Linked DNA regions of Sus scrofa: region 1 is linked to region 2. The links are chromatin contacts, called in public Hi-C maps. All regions are on one chromosome and are shown on one strand. Each heading gives the region's core, a stretch centred on a gene start, on an enhancer-like site or on the middle of the called end of the contact. The rest is flanking DNA. Distances are from core to core; before and after follow the strand shown.

Region 1 (6,280 bases), core at 1,778-4,277, 64 kb before region 2:
CATGTGACCTGTCAAGTTCCTTAACCCCACTCTGCCTGTTTCCACCTCTGAAAAATGGAGATAAGGCTGTGTGGGCCTCGTGGCTGACGCTGCAGCACCATCTTTGTGATCACTTGAAGCTGGGTGGAAGGGGCTGCTTGGATGTGGAACACTGCTCAGATGCGAGCAGGGGCCCCTATAAGGACACAGCGCCTGGTGCAGTCCTGATTTGTGGGGACTCCCTGTTCCCACCTGTTGTGCTGACTGGAAGTGGCAGCACCATTCCGCTTTCTTGGGGACACACTGAAAACCAGGGCTTGCTTGTGTGGAAACAGATGTCCTGAGGGCCAACCCATGTAGCCATTTTAGACCCTGGTCTGCTGTCTCCCCTTTGCAGATACCTTGGATGAGTTCAAGGAGATGGATAAAGGCGTGTGGAAGAAACTGCAGGAGAGGTTTGCCCCCAGGAATCCCGAGGAGAAACACAAGGCCTGGGCCCGCGCCTTGTCGCGCCCGCGTACCTGAGCGCGAAGTCTTGTTTGCTGCCATCCTCAATAAAACGCCCCAATCCCCCATCTCTGGCCTCACAGAAAGGAAGCCTTTGCTCTAAAGAAAGCCTGGCCTTTTGAGAAGGGAGCGGGCTGAACACACGCCCTGCCTGCTGCGGCTAGGGGCTCCCCAGGGATAGGAAGTGGGGCTCGCCTGGGCCTGAGAAGGGAAGGTGACACGGCCTCTGGGCCAGGTGCTTCCTGAGGCCACAGGACCCCACCTGCCAGCAGGGGTCTGGCTGGCTCCAGACAAGATTCTCAGGCTCCTTTTGTTGCAGGAGCTCCTGGGAAAGAGCCAAAAATAGCGGAGAGGGCATCCTGTGCAAACAGAAGGATGGGAAAGCCTGCCTGGCGCCCTTTCCCACTGACTCAGAACAAGCCGGTCCTCTGCCCTGACCTTGCAGAAGAGTCATGTTCCAGGCTGGTCAAAGGGATGGGGCAAAGCCAAGACGGCCTTGGTCAGGCTTCTGCACCCCAATTCTGCAGGAGGCAAGGACACAGGGTCACCTCACTGTGCCCCAGAACCTTAGCCCTTACTGGGGGCCATCTGTACTCCCTACTGAGGCTTCTTGTCAGGAACAGAGCTGAGAAAGGCAGGGCACCAGCACCCTTTGTTGGGAAGAGCTGGGAGTCAGGTCTTCACCTCATTGGTCCCTGACAGCTCAGTATGTTCAGGGATGCATTAAATAAAATGTAGTAGTTCTGTCCAGGAAGTAGGACATGGCTCTGCATCTCCCAGGAGCCCCAGTGAGGCCAGGCGGCACATGCTCACCCCCCTCCCACACCCAGGTGTACAGGAGACAGCCCCCCTCCAAAGGCCTGGGTTTATTCATTAATTTATGGCAATCCACTTTAGTTCTTGGGCCAAAGGATTTATAAAACATTACACTGAAAGGAGAAGAAACAAGCCGCTCTTAACATGGCCCAGCCCTGTTACCTGGGCATGACTCCCCGGGAGACCCGGAAAGGGGCAGGTTCTGGGAGTACGTTTCTCCATCCTTGGGTCACCGGTCCCCTGGGAGGGGGGGGGTGTGGACTCAGCAGGGTCTGCACACTGTCTACAGCAGGTCTGAGGCACTGAAGGAGCCATTTGGCCCTTGAATAAGTTAAATAACAAAGCCCTAAATTCACTAGTAACAGCATCACTGCGGCTGCTCCAGAGGAGGCAGCAGCCAACATGTAGTGCTTGGGATAAGGAGGCCACCTCCTAATCACCCACCAGGGGGATATAGTTACTGCTTTAGAGCTCAAGCAGGGGAGTGGCCACCATAGCTCAGCGGTTAACGAACACCGACTAGTAACCATGAGGATGCGGGTTCAATCCCTGGCCTCACCCAGTGGGCCAGGAATCCGGCATTGCTGTGAGCTGAGCTGAGCGTGGTGTAGGTTGTCAGCTGTAGCTCCAATTGGACCCCTAGCCTGGGAACTTCCATAGGCCACGCCTGTGACCCTAAAAAGCAAAAGGATAAGCAGCCCTCCTTCGGAACTTCCATAGGCCACGCCTGTGACCCTAAAAAGCAAAAGGATAAGCAGCCCTCCTTCAAGGGGACTCGCCTCCTCCAAGTAAGGCACACAGGTGAGCTCAGGTAGGTGAGCTGAGTCCCCGTCAGGTCTGCTCTACGGGCTCAGTCTGGGGCAGGACTGGCAGCTGTGGTGCCCCCTCCAGGCAGTCAGGGCTGGGCTGACTTGGAGGGGTTCTGGCAGAGTGGGAGCTAGGGGTGGGGTGGACACCCAGCCTGGAGAGGCTGGCGGCTGGCAGGGCCCTCTCCACAGGGAAGGGCCGAGTTCCCAGGCACGGGTCTCCGGGGTCTGCGGGCCTTTGACGCTGTGGCCTCTCAGCGGCTCATGCAGTTCTGGACGTCCACGAAGCCCAGGCGCTGCCTGCGTTTCCGCTGCTCTGTCATCTGAGGTCGACAGATGCCGGCAAGTCAAGTCAGGTCGGGTCAGGACGCTGGGCACCCCCTCCCCACCGCCCCAGGCTGCAGATGAATGTCAGCCCTGAGCCCTGGTCCTCAATTTGTGAGTCACAACCCTGACATGGTGCAGCTGGGGAAGCAGCGCCTGCCCGACTCTAATCACTGCCTCTAATCACTGCCACATGGGGCAGGGGGGCATCGGAGACTCGGAAAGAGGCCCCGGTCTCCCCACCCACCCGCTACAGGAGCTGGACCGCCCCCACCTCCCCCTTGGCAGGCTGGGTGTGACCAGAGCCAGCCTGGGGCTGCCCATCGGGGCAGCAGAGGCTGGGGCGCACCTGCTCCTTGAGCTCGTTGAGCTGGGTGGTGAGGTGGGACACCAGCTTCATGGTGGAGTTGAGTTTGTCCTGAAGAATCCGGATCTCATTCTGCTCCCCCTCGCCCTCATTGCTCACCAGCGACATGGCCCTCATCCGGGGGAACCAGTCCAGGTTCTTGTTCTGAAAAACATCTCCATGGGCTGAGCAAGCATGGGCCCAGCCTGGGACGGCCTCGTGAGAGACGCGGTTGTATGGGGGAGTCTGCTGCCACACCCTCGGCCAGATGACTCTGCAGGAACGTGTCATGGGGAAATCTGAGTCGTCCAGGGTCCTCCCTGGGCCCCGGGGGAGCTGGCAGTGAAGCCCCTGCCCAAGGCAGGCTGATTGCCTTAGCCTGGAGCCTCCTTTGGTACCCGCACCATCTGTTTACTCTTACAACGCCCTGCGAGACCCTTCCTTCCTTCCTTCCTTCCTTCCTTCCTCCTGCCTGCCCCACACCCCACACCCACGCCCCGCACCCCAGGAAGATGAGCCAGGCAGAGAACACGCCGGTGGGGGGGAGGGGGAACCCAGCAGCTTTCTGGTTCCTGCTGCAAACTGAATTTTTCAGACCCAACAGATAATCAGTCCAAATACAGACTTAAAAGAGACTAGAACCCTGCTCCCTTTTTCCCACCAAACAGGTCTTCCCTTTCAGGCTGCAGTTCATCTGTAGTGCAGTCTTTTGAAGATGTGCTACAGCTGATGGGACTACTTCCTATACCCTCGATGCCACCAGGCCTGACTAGCCTCTGCCTTCACCCCCTTCGCTACTAAATGGAACAGTTACGTTTGATTTCTCCTAAGTCTGATGGTTTCAAGTTCTTCCAGGCACCCTCTGGCCCAGCTGGAGAGGCCCCTAAGATGGGGGCCACAGAGCAGTGGCCATGAGCAGGTGGCCTATATGTCAGGCGTCTGCAGGCCCTGGGACCCCACCCCACACATGCTCTCGGGCCCCTCAGGTGAGCGGGCTCACATGGGCTCTTTCAAGACACCAGAGCCCACCCAGAGGTGTGCAGGGAGCTGGCTCCAGCTACCCTTCTCCTGCCAGCTCTCGGCGGGTGTCCGCCGCCCCCCGCCTCCCGCAGGGCACACCTTAATCATCTGGGCCACGTAGCTCTCGGGCCCTGTGTAGTCAGTCTTATTCTTCACGCGGACCAGCACGATGAAGTACAGGTAGTTCCACATGTTGTGCTCAAACTTGATGTGTTCCTCAAAGGACACCGTCTTGTTGTCAAACTTGTCCCTCTCCAGACCTGAGGGGGCAGAGGTGAGGGTGACCCAGGGCCACTGCAGCTCTGGGGAAACATGCACCTGGCTAGGTCACTTCTACTTAAAACAGCAGCCACTTAGACACAGAGCTCCCACCCAGCAGCGAGGCCTATGGGAGCCCAGGGGGCAGGAAGCACAGAGAAGGGGCCTCCAGGCGACCTGCCCCTGGGCCTCCAGTGACTGAGGGACAGCACTTCACATGGAGAAAAGCTCTGTACCCAGACCACAGGGTCAAGGCCATGGACCAGGCTTAGGTCCTCGTCTGAAACCCAGAGTTTAAAGGCCAGTCCCTGAGGCCTTTCCCGCCTCCACCTAGGACTCCACGTTCCGGCAGGGTCCAGCTCTCCCCAGCTCCGGGCCAAGTGCCGCTGAGCCATCAGCCCAGGACAGGCTCCCAGGGGCCACAGGGACCCAGGAAGGCCTGTGGGCAGGAGCGTGGCCTCACCACAGATGAAGCACGTAGTCTTGAGAACCTCCTCCTTCTTTTGCTTCTCACTGCGCAGGTCGGCAAAGGTGTCGATGATCACCCCAAAGATGAGGTTCAGCACGATGATGATGACAATGAAGAAGAACAGGAGGTCGTAGACCACTCGGGCCGGGAAGAGCGACTCCTGCGGGGGAAGCAGCAAGGCTGGGTCGGTCGGGTGGGGGCTCGGAGCCCAGCTCCACAGAAGGAGGTGGCCCCTGACGCCCAGCACCCTGGGGATGGCAGAGTGAGAGGCGCGACCCGAGGCCTGGGTGCGGGTGGGACTCAGTGGCTGGGATGCAGCCCCTGGGAGTCTGGCGTGGGAGCCAGGCTGGCCTGTTAGGGGAGGAGCAGCTTTGAACTCCTCTGCCTGCCCTCAGGATGCCCCTAGAAACTTCTGTTGGCCAGGAAGTGGCTTCACCCCATGAGAGTGGGGACACACTGACCTGGGATGCTGGGCTGCCCAGCCAAACCCCGAGGCCTCCTCATGAGCCAGCTGAGCACCCTGGCCCTCAGGCTGGAGCTCTGCCTTGAGGATGAAGCGGGTGTGGCCAGGGACCCACCGCTGACTCACACCTTCCCTACCCCGGGGAGACTGGGGGCCAAGGCTTTTCCTTAGTGAGCTGGTGGGGGTGCCCGAGCTGGAAGGGCAGGGACAGCTCAGCTACACCGTAACAGCACAAGACTGAGCGGGAAAAGGGGTGCAAACATTCAGGGACCCACCACCCTGAGGATGGGAGGCCAAGACGCTCTACTTGGCTGTGACCTGAGGGCGGAGCCCTCACAGCTGCTGCCCTGAACAGAGAGGGCTACTGGGGTGGGGGCACACTCACATCTTTTGAGGGCTTTCGGAGAATGTCGCCTACGCCACCACCATTGCGCAGCCCATGGTTCATGACGGTGACAATGCACATGAGCAGAGTGTCACAGGCCCGTTCCGTGCTGGCCTGCTCCTCGTCCTCTACAAGCAGAGTGCATGCTCATCCCCAGGCTGGACCACTTACCCCTCCTCCCACTGCACCGAGACCCCAGAGACACACCGCCCGCACCTTCCAGGACCTGGGGCACTGAGACCCTGGAGACACAGTCCATGTTGTTCCCACTGCACGTGTCCACAAATGTGGCAGCTCCATGTGGCATCCCCAGGGGGCTGGCTGGAGGGAACAGGGACAAGGTCACCAGGAGGTTCCCCTGGTTCTGTCCCCAGCCTCATACCCTCCAGGAAGCCCACCCTGAGCCTCGAGCCTCCCTACTCCACCCACTACAGGGAAGGGTCTTGATGCAGCTGCTCCACAGGCTTGTGTTCAAGGGCGGGGAGGGAGATCTGCACCCCACCAGGGACACGGGCAGCCCCACAAATACCGAGTCTAATGTGAGCCATGGTCCGCAAGCCAGAGCCACCCCGGGCTCTCCCAGCCCTGGTCTGTCCCAGGAAGAGGGAGGCAGACGGGTGTGAGCTGGACCACCCACCCCAGACCCAGAGGAGAAATTGCAGTGGGCGTGGTGGGCAAGAGCTCCCAGGCCCTGGCCTCATCCCGCACCCCCCGCCCCAGGAGAGGCGCCCCCAGACCTCTGGAGTGGTTGCCTGGCAGCCGGTCGACCTCAAGGATGAAGTCGTCCTTGAGGAAGAGGAAGCCGACGATGGAGAAGAGGTAGACCAGGATGAGTGCCAGCAGGGCCGTCAGCAGGATGGAGCGGCCGTTTCGAGTCACGCTCTTGATGACATTGAACAGCGTCTCC
Region 2 (6,783 bases), core at 1,448-3,947:
GGGGGGAAAGGGGTTAATTCTGCCGGGGGGGGGCTGGATCTCACAAGAGGCCACTGGCACTAGGTCTTAGAGGTAGGTTGGTTTTACCCAGGTGTAGACTGGCTGAAGGGCAGGGGGGCAACACAGGAGCAAAGGTAAAGAGACAGGAGTTCCCATCGTGGCGCAGTGGTTAACTAATCCGACTGGGAACCATGAGGTTGCGGGTTCGGTCCCTGGCCTTGCTCAGTGGGTTAACGATCCGGCGTTGCCATGAGCTGTGGTGTAGATCACAGACACGGCTCGGATCCCACGTTGCTGTGGCTCTGGTGTTGGCCCGTGGCTGCAGCTCCGATTAGACCCCCAGCCTGGGAACCTCCATATGCTGCGGGAGCGTCCCAAGAAATGGCAATAAGACAAAAAAAAAAAAAAAAAAAAAGGTAAAGAGACAGAGAGCAAGAGCCTGGGGTAGGTTCCAGGAATTCCGGTAGTATATATAGTGCCCCCCAGCGCCCCCCCCACGGGTGTCCAGGTGTGGAGGGGGAGGTGGGAAAGAAAGAGCAAAGATTTCGGGGTGGGGGGTGTCAGGAAGGTTGGGAGCTGCTGGAGGTGTCTGCCCAGGGAAGGACACCAGGGGCAGAAGGCCTCTCAGAGGTCACTGGGCCCTGCCCCCGATCAAACTGGTCAGCGGAAGTGGCCTTCCCTCCTGGGGCAGGAAGGCCAAGGCGGGACAGAGCTGCTAGGAAGTAACAGAAGGGAATTCTTGGGGGGGGCAGCCTGTATGGGAGGCGGAATGTTTCCCTTGATTGGGTCAGACCTATCAGATGCTTAAAAAGCCCCCACTATGGGCTCAGGCCTGAGCCAAGCACTGGGCAACAGAGAAGCTGATTATTCCCCAAAGCCCCAGCACTGTTCAGACCCAAGGAGGGGGGCTTCCACCACCAGCCTCCATGCCCCCCACAGCCCTGTACTCTCTGCTCCTTCTCTGTGCCTCCCCTCATGCAACAGCCGGTTCCCTGGGGGATGGGGGGGGCACAGAACCTGGCCAGATGTGGCTCACCCCCTTCCTCTGGGAAAGCAGGCAGGCAGAAGTCAGCTCCCCGGGGCTGGGGAGGCCCCACCAGCACCAAGCGCCCGGAGGGTGCAGAGATAAGGGGAGCAAGCTAGGCTGGAATTGCCAGTGAGAAGCCCCTGTGGGCCCGGCCCATCCACCATCCATCTTAGTGGATTCCCTTCCTTACCCGCCTAAAGCTAAACTCCCAACAAGCCACCAAGGGAGGGAGCCAGGTGACCCCCCACCACCTCTGGGCTTGGGGAGCCACCCCAGGGCTGAGGGCGCCAAGGCCATCCCCCTCCTTGTACGAGGCTCCTTGTAGCTGGTTGCATCCCCAGTAGGAGCAGCAGAAGGGGATGGGTTTATCCTAAAAACTTGGCTGGGTGTGGTGGGGAAGATGAGACGATTCAATACAAGTCCCAGACTGAAAATGTGACAAAGGAGCAGGCGGTGCCCTGAGGCCTGGCTGAAGATGGGGAGAAACCACACAAGCTCCCATCCGCAGCCATTCACTCAACTGCTCCTCTTGAAGATAAACCATTCTCTCTAGTTGTTTCCCGGCCCTGTGCCTGCTTCAGGCCTGGCCCTCTCCTGGGACTTGAGCTGATTCTTTGCTTATCCAGACCCTGGGGGGTGGCGGCCAGAATTAATTAATGTTTGTAAAGTGCTCCAGAGATCCGGGGGACCAGGGACCCAGGGGCGCCAGATGAGCTGCGCAGGAAATTGACCGGGCGGGGGAGGTGGCAGCGTGGGGACCTGGGACGTCTGGAAGAGAAGGGCTGGGAAGATACCCCTGGCGCGCGGGGGGCGGCGGCGGGGGGCGGGGGCAGGACGGGGAAATCCTGGGAGGAAAAACTGCGTCCCCTCAAAGGTGCGACGGGTCTATAACTAGAGGGCTCCGGGGTGAGCCGCCCACCCCCGCAGCTCCGCCCCACCCCGGAGCTGGTCACGTCCAGGCCCGGATGCCTTTCCTCAGCTGAAGCCCCAGCCACCCACCTGCCCCCCGCACTGGGACCACCTGCAGAGGAAGTTTCGGCGTCCCCGCCCCTTCTGAAGAAAGGCGAGCGCGCGAGAGTGGCGGCTTCGCGGAGAGGGCGCCTCCCGCCAGCTCCGGCAGGGCGCCCGACTCCTACCTGGGCAAATATCTCACTTCCTTTCTCTAAAAGGAGGCGAGCCGTTCCCCAGCTCCTGGAGGTTGGGGACGCCCAGGTCCTCCGTCGGAGGGAGGCGGCAGGACGCACGCAACTGGCATGGGAGCCCACTCGCCCCCTCCCCGCCCGCACCCCCTTGAACTCGGCTCACTCACCCCAAAGTGCTGATGAAGCCATTGACGGAACCCTCGGCGTACAGGGAAACGATGTCCCCGATGTGGAGGAAACTGGACATCTCGCTCATGGCTGCGGCCCTCCGGGGAGCCGAGGCGGTAGGGGCGCCCAGGGGCGCGCGGCCAGGCTTGGGGCAGAGGGCCGAGAGGACCAAGGAGGCCGAGAGCGGCGCGCCCCCAACTCGGAGCCGGGCGCTCAGCGCGGCCGGGGCGGACTAGCAGCCCGCGGGGCGGAAGGCGGCGCGGCACGGCCCGGGAGCCGGTGCTGGTGTCCGGGGGAGGAGGTGCCCGCGTCTCGGCGCACCGCCGCCCGCCAGCCCGGCCGGCCGGCCCGCGCGTACCTGCGGCGTAAAAGAGCAGGAAGTCTGGGGCCGCCACACACACATGCAAATCTCGCCCGGGAGGCGGGGAAGCCACACCCCGCCCCCCGCACCCCGCCGCGGCCCGCCCGCCGGCACCCACGTGCGCCCGCCCGCCTCCAGCGCCCCTGGCGGGTCCCGGGCCGGGCCGCCCGCCCCGCGAGACTCCGAGGGTTCCCGGGACAGAGTCCCAGCTCTGGCGAGTGTCCGGCCGGACTCGCCAACCCGCCATCCCCGGGAGGCCCAGCTGTAGCGGGGGCTCTCCGCCCTCGAAGCTTCCACACTCTCCGCGTCGGCCCGCGGGTCGCTGAGAGTCGGCGCCGCCGCCCGGGGAAGGGGGACTCCACCACGAGCCGCGCGCGGGGGCTGTGTTCCGAAGCGCCCCGGCCGCGGTCGCCCTCCGGCCACTGCGCCGTCTCCGCGCCCAGCTGAGAGCCGTCTCGAGCGGAGAGGCGCGCTCATTACTTCGCAGCGCAAATTGGGATTCATTTTTCTCAACGTGAAAAGCCTTTTCATTGCACAATAGAAAGTGCTCGGGCTCGGAGGGGAAGTGAAGCAATGGGGTGGGTTTTGTTTTTTCTCTCCGCATTCCTGTGTACAAAGAGATCCAGCTTCCGAATCAGTTCAGCCGCTCCCTCTCCAGGAGTTGGCTCCGGAACTCTTGGCTCCTTCTGTCTTTCTTTCCTTTTTTTTTTTTTCCAAGGGGGGAGGTGGCAGGAGTGAAAGTACCTTCCTAGTTAATAGCACACACGAGCGCCAACCTTGCCAAGGCCGGTGCCGGCCCCCTGGGAGTGACCCGCTGCGGTGTCTCAGCCAAGCTCTTGCTCACCAAGTCCTGCCCTCCAGCGCACGGCCGGGCTCGCCCACTTTATGTTCTGTTCCCGGGTGTTTGCTTACCAGTCCTTTTAGTTTAGCATCTGGGATAGAGTGCCCACTGCCACCCCCATTCAATCCCTCCGACGCCCCCCACCCCCACCCTGACTTCATGGGAAGGGGGGCTGGTCCCTGGGAGAAAGGGAGTAGGGACTGAGGACTGAAGCAGGAAAAGAAAGACCCGAGAGGGGTGAGGCATAGAGCAGAGACAGCTGCTGACCCACGGGAGGGAGAGGAGCCCCTGGAGTGTGGTTCGTCCACAAAGACCCCCAGAATCCTCGAGGGAGAGGAGGCCACCTCTGAACTCCATTGCTGAGCTCAATGTTTTACAATCTTTGCACCAGGAGGCACCGTAGCAAATAAATTTTACATCGGGCCAGTCCCACCTTCTCTATATATAAGCCAAACAATAGTTTCACAAACAATACTTACCCTTATGACCCGTGATTGCACTCCGATATTTTTCTGTTCTATTTGTGTTATGTTTCGTTTTGTTTTGTTAATACTGATTGTGAACCACTAAATTGTTCTGTTAAATGTACCAAATGGGTTGCAAATTGCACTTGGAAAAACCTCGTCCAGGCCACTCTGCCAAAAAGAGCTGACCTCAGGGTCAGGCAGCAGGTTCAGGGCAACTGGGGCCAGAAGGCCAGTCCTCAACCCCCAGCCCCTGACTGCCAGCCTGGCTCTCTCTCCACTGCCTCACACTGCCCTTGAAGCCTCAGCTCTCCACCCCTGGAGCCCAACTGGGAAAAGCCAGCCACTTGAACAGCTTCACTTGCTCCCAGAGGTCAGGCCTCCATGGTGTTTCCTGCAGAGGGAAGGGAAACCTCTGCGTTCGTTCCATAAGCATTTATTAAGGACCCACTCTGTGCCAGGCCTCTGCTGGGCACCAGGCTCCAATCAAGCCACCAGCCTCAGCCCAACTGCCTTCTCCCCTTCCCCAGACAGAGATGATAAAGACAGTGGGCTGGAAACACCCTGTCAGTGTCTGTACTATAGCCTGGACATGTGCCATCCTTGGCACAGGCACATTCAGGGGTCCACAGCCTTCCTCCCCTGGGACTCAAGATGGTTCCATAACTCAGCCAAGGTCTTACAGCCAGGAGGTGGAGGAGGTCGGGCCCATCTCCAAAGCACATGCTGCTGGCTGTCCCTCGACCTTCAGATTAGAACATTCTGAGTGGAATTCCCATTGTGGCTCAGCCGGCTAAGAACCCAACAGTGTCCACGAGAATTCGGGTTCGATCCCTGGCCTTGCTCAGTGGGTTAAGGATCCACCGTTGCCCTGAGTTGTGGTGTAGGTCACAGACGTGGCTCAGATCTCACTTTGCTGTGGCTGTGACGTAAGGAGGCAGCTCCAGCTTGGATTCAACCACTAGCCTGGGAACTTCCATATACCACAGGGAGGTTAAAAAAGGGGAAAAAAAAAAAAAAAGGACAGCGTGTTCAGTCTCACTTCCCCACCTCTGTACCTAGGCTCGGGATCCCCCCCCACCCCCCTTTTTCTATTCCCAGGGGTAGAATAAAGTCTCCTTCTCTGATGTCCTGGAGCAGCAATCTTTAAAGTAGTATGAAAAATTTTAAGAAATAATGTTAGGGGAGTTCCTGTGGTGGTGCGGTGGAAACAAATCCAACTAGGAACCATGAAGTTGTGGGTTCGATCCCTGGCCTCGTTCAGTGGGTTAAGGATCTGGCGTTGCCGTGAGCTGTGGTGTAGGTCGCAGACAAGGCTCAGATCCCACATAGCTGTGGCTCTGGCACAGGCTGTCAGCTACAGCTCCCACTGGACCCTTAGGCTGGAAACCTCCATATGCCTCAGATGTGACCCCCCCCATAAGACAAAAATACAAAAAAAAGCAAAAAAAGAAATGTTAAATTTAAAATAATACATAAGAAATATAGTGAGTGTCCTGCACCTTTCCTCCAATTTTGTCAGATCTTAATATTTTGCAAAACTTGATTCCAATATACATTTTTAATTAAATCTTGAACATTCAGTTAAAAAATGAAAACAAATTTCAATTGAAGCTCCTTATGCACCGCACGCACTCCTCCCCAGCTGCACTCCCCTCCCCCTCCCTCCAGAGATAACCACCGACCTGATTTGGGGGGTATGGTTTCCTGCGGGTTTTATGCTTGAACCGCACAGCCATATGCATAAACAAGTATGTCAGCACCCTGCAGGGTTCTACCTTTTACACCACAGTATCACCCAGCGCTTGTATCCTTTGGTGCGAGTAGAGCTGTGACAGTCCACTTCCTGACCACATCACAATTTATTTATCTGTCTTCTCAGCAACCATGAAAGCCCTGTCTAGGTCTTGGCTGTTACAGCAATGCTGCAGTGAACATTCTTGTCTCCTTGTGCAGACACAGGAATGTCTCTAGGACAATGTTGTTCAAAGTATGAACTCAGATGTATTCGTGGATCCTGAAATAAATTTAGTGGGTAAAGATCAGCACTTTTGGGGGCGGCATACAGGAGTTCTCAGGCCTGGAGTCAAACCTGTGCCACAGCAGCAACCTGAGCCACAGCAGTGACAGTGTGGATCCTTAATCCACTGAGCCACCAGGGAACTCCAAGACCAGCATTTTTTTCTTTTTTGCCTGCGCCTCAGCACATGGAGTTCCCAGGCTACAGATCAGATCCGAGCTGCAGTTGTGACCTATGCTGCAGCTGTGGCAACGCCAGATCCTTAACCCACTAAGTTGTGCCAGGGATCGAATCTGTGTCCCAGCGCTCCAGAGATACCTCCAATCCTGTTGCACCATAGCTGGGAACTCCAAGCTCAGCATTTTTGTTTATTTATTATTTATTCATTTGCTTTTTAGGGCCGCACCCATGGTACATGGAAGTTCCCAGGCTAGGGGTCCAATTGGAGCTACAGCCGCCAGCCTACCTCACAGCCACAGCGATGGGAACGCCCAAGTTCAGAGGAAACGAATCTGACTAGCATCCATGAGGACTCAGATTCCATCCCTGGCTTCCCTCGGTGGGTTAAGGATCCAGTGTTGCAGTGAGCTATGGTGTAGGTTGCAGATGCAGCTTGGATCTGGTGTTGCTGTGACTGTGGTGTAGGCCAGCAGCTAGAGCTCCTATTCAACCTTTGCCTGGGAAGCTCTGTATGCTGCAGGTGCGGCCCTAAAAAGACCAGACAAATAATTTTTAAAAACTCCAACTTGGAGTTCTCATT

What was found. Hi-C and Micro-C count contacts between places; a contact is called where the count stands out from the background.
Region 1: a contact with region 2 is called in a Hi-C map of omental adipose tissue, with 1.7 times the contacts expected there. The contact joins the enhancer-like site here to the promoter of ITPR3 in region 2. A contact is called at or near these places in 2 of 5 promoter capture datasets (fetal liver and liver), 20 of 47 Hi-C or Micro-C datasets (alveolar macrophages, blood, brain and 10 more) and 1 of 2 datasets of contacts at active chromatin or transcription factors (skeletal muscle).

Annotation. Positions count from the first base shown.
Region 1 is chr7:29,896,363-29,902,642 of Sscrofa11.1, reverse strand. It overlaps ITPR3 (inositol 1,4,5-trisphosphate receptor type 3), which reads right to left. Exons shown (of 58, transcript XM_013977794.2): 52 at 6,111-6,280; 53 at 5,590-5,694; 54 at 5,374-5,501; 55 at 4,520-4,685; 56 at 3,898-4,058; 57 at 2,782-2,943; 58 at 1,341-2,431. The coding sequence ends at 2,363. C7H6orf125 reads left to right here. Exons shown (of 4, transcript NM_001243451.1): 4 at 377-554. The coding sequence ends at 504. Among named protein-coding and RNA genes, the nearest start is that of C7H6orf125, 30 kb to the left of the region's middle. Within about 2 kb of position 3,027, at least 10 of the 83 cell types and tissues checked have an H3K27ac peak or open chromatin away from gene starts, as enhancers often do. A contact at or near this core is called in alveolar macrophages, omental adipose tissue and retroperitoneal adipose tissue, where this site is marked.
Region 2 is chr7:29,831,836-29,838,618 of Sscrofa11.1, reverse strand. It overlaps ITPR3 (inositol 1,4,5-trisphosphate receptor type 3), which reads right to left and starts at 2,697. Exons shown (of 58, transcript XM_013977794.2): 1 at 2,337-2,697. The coding sequence starts at 2,425.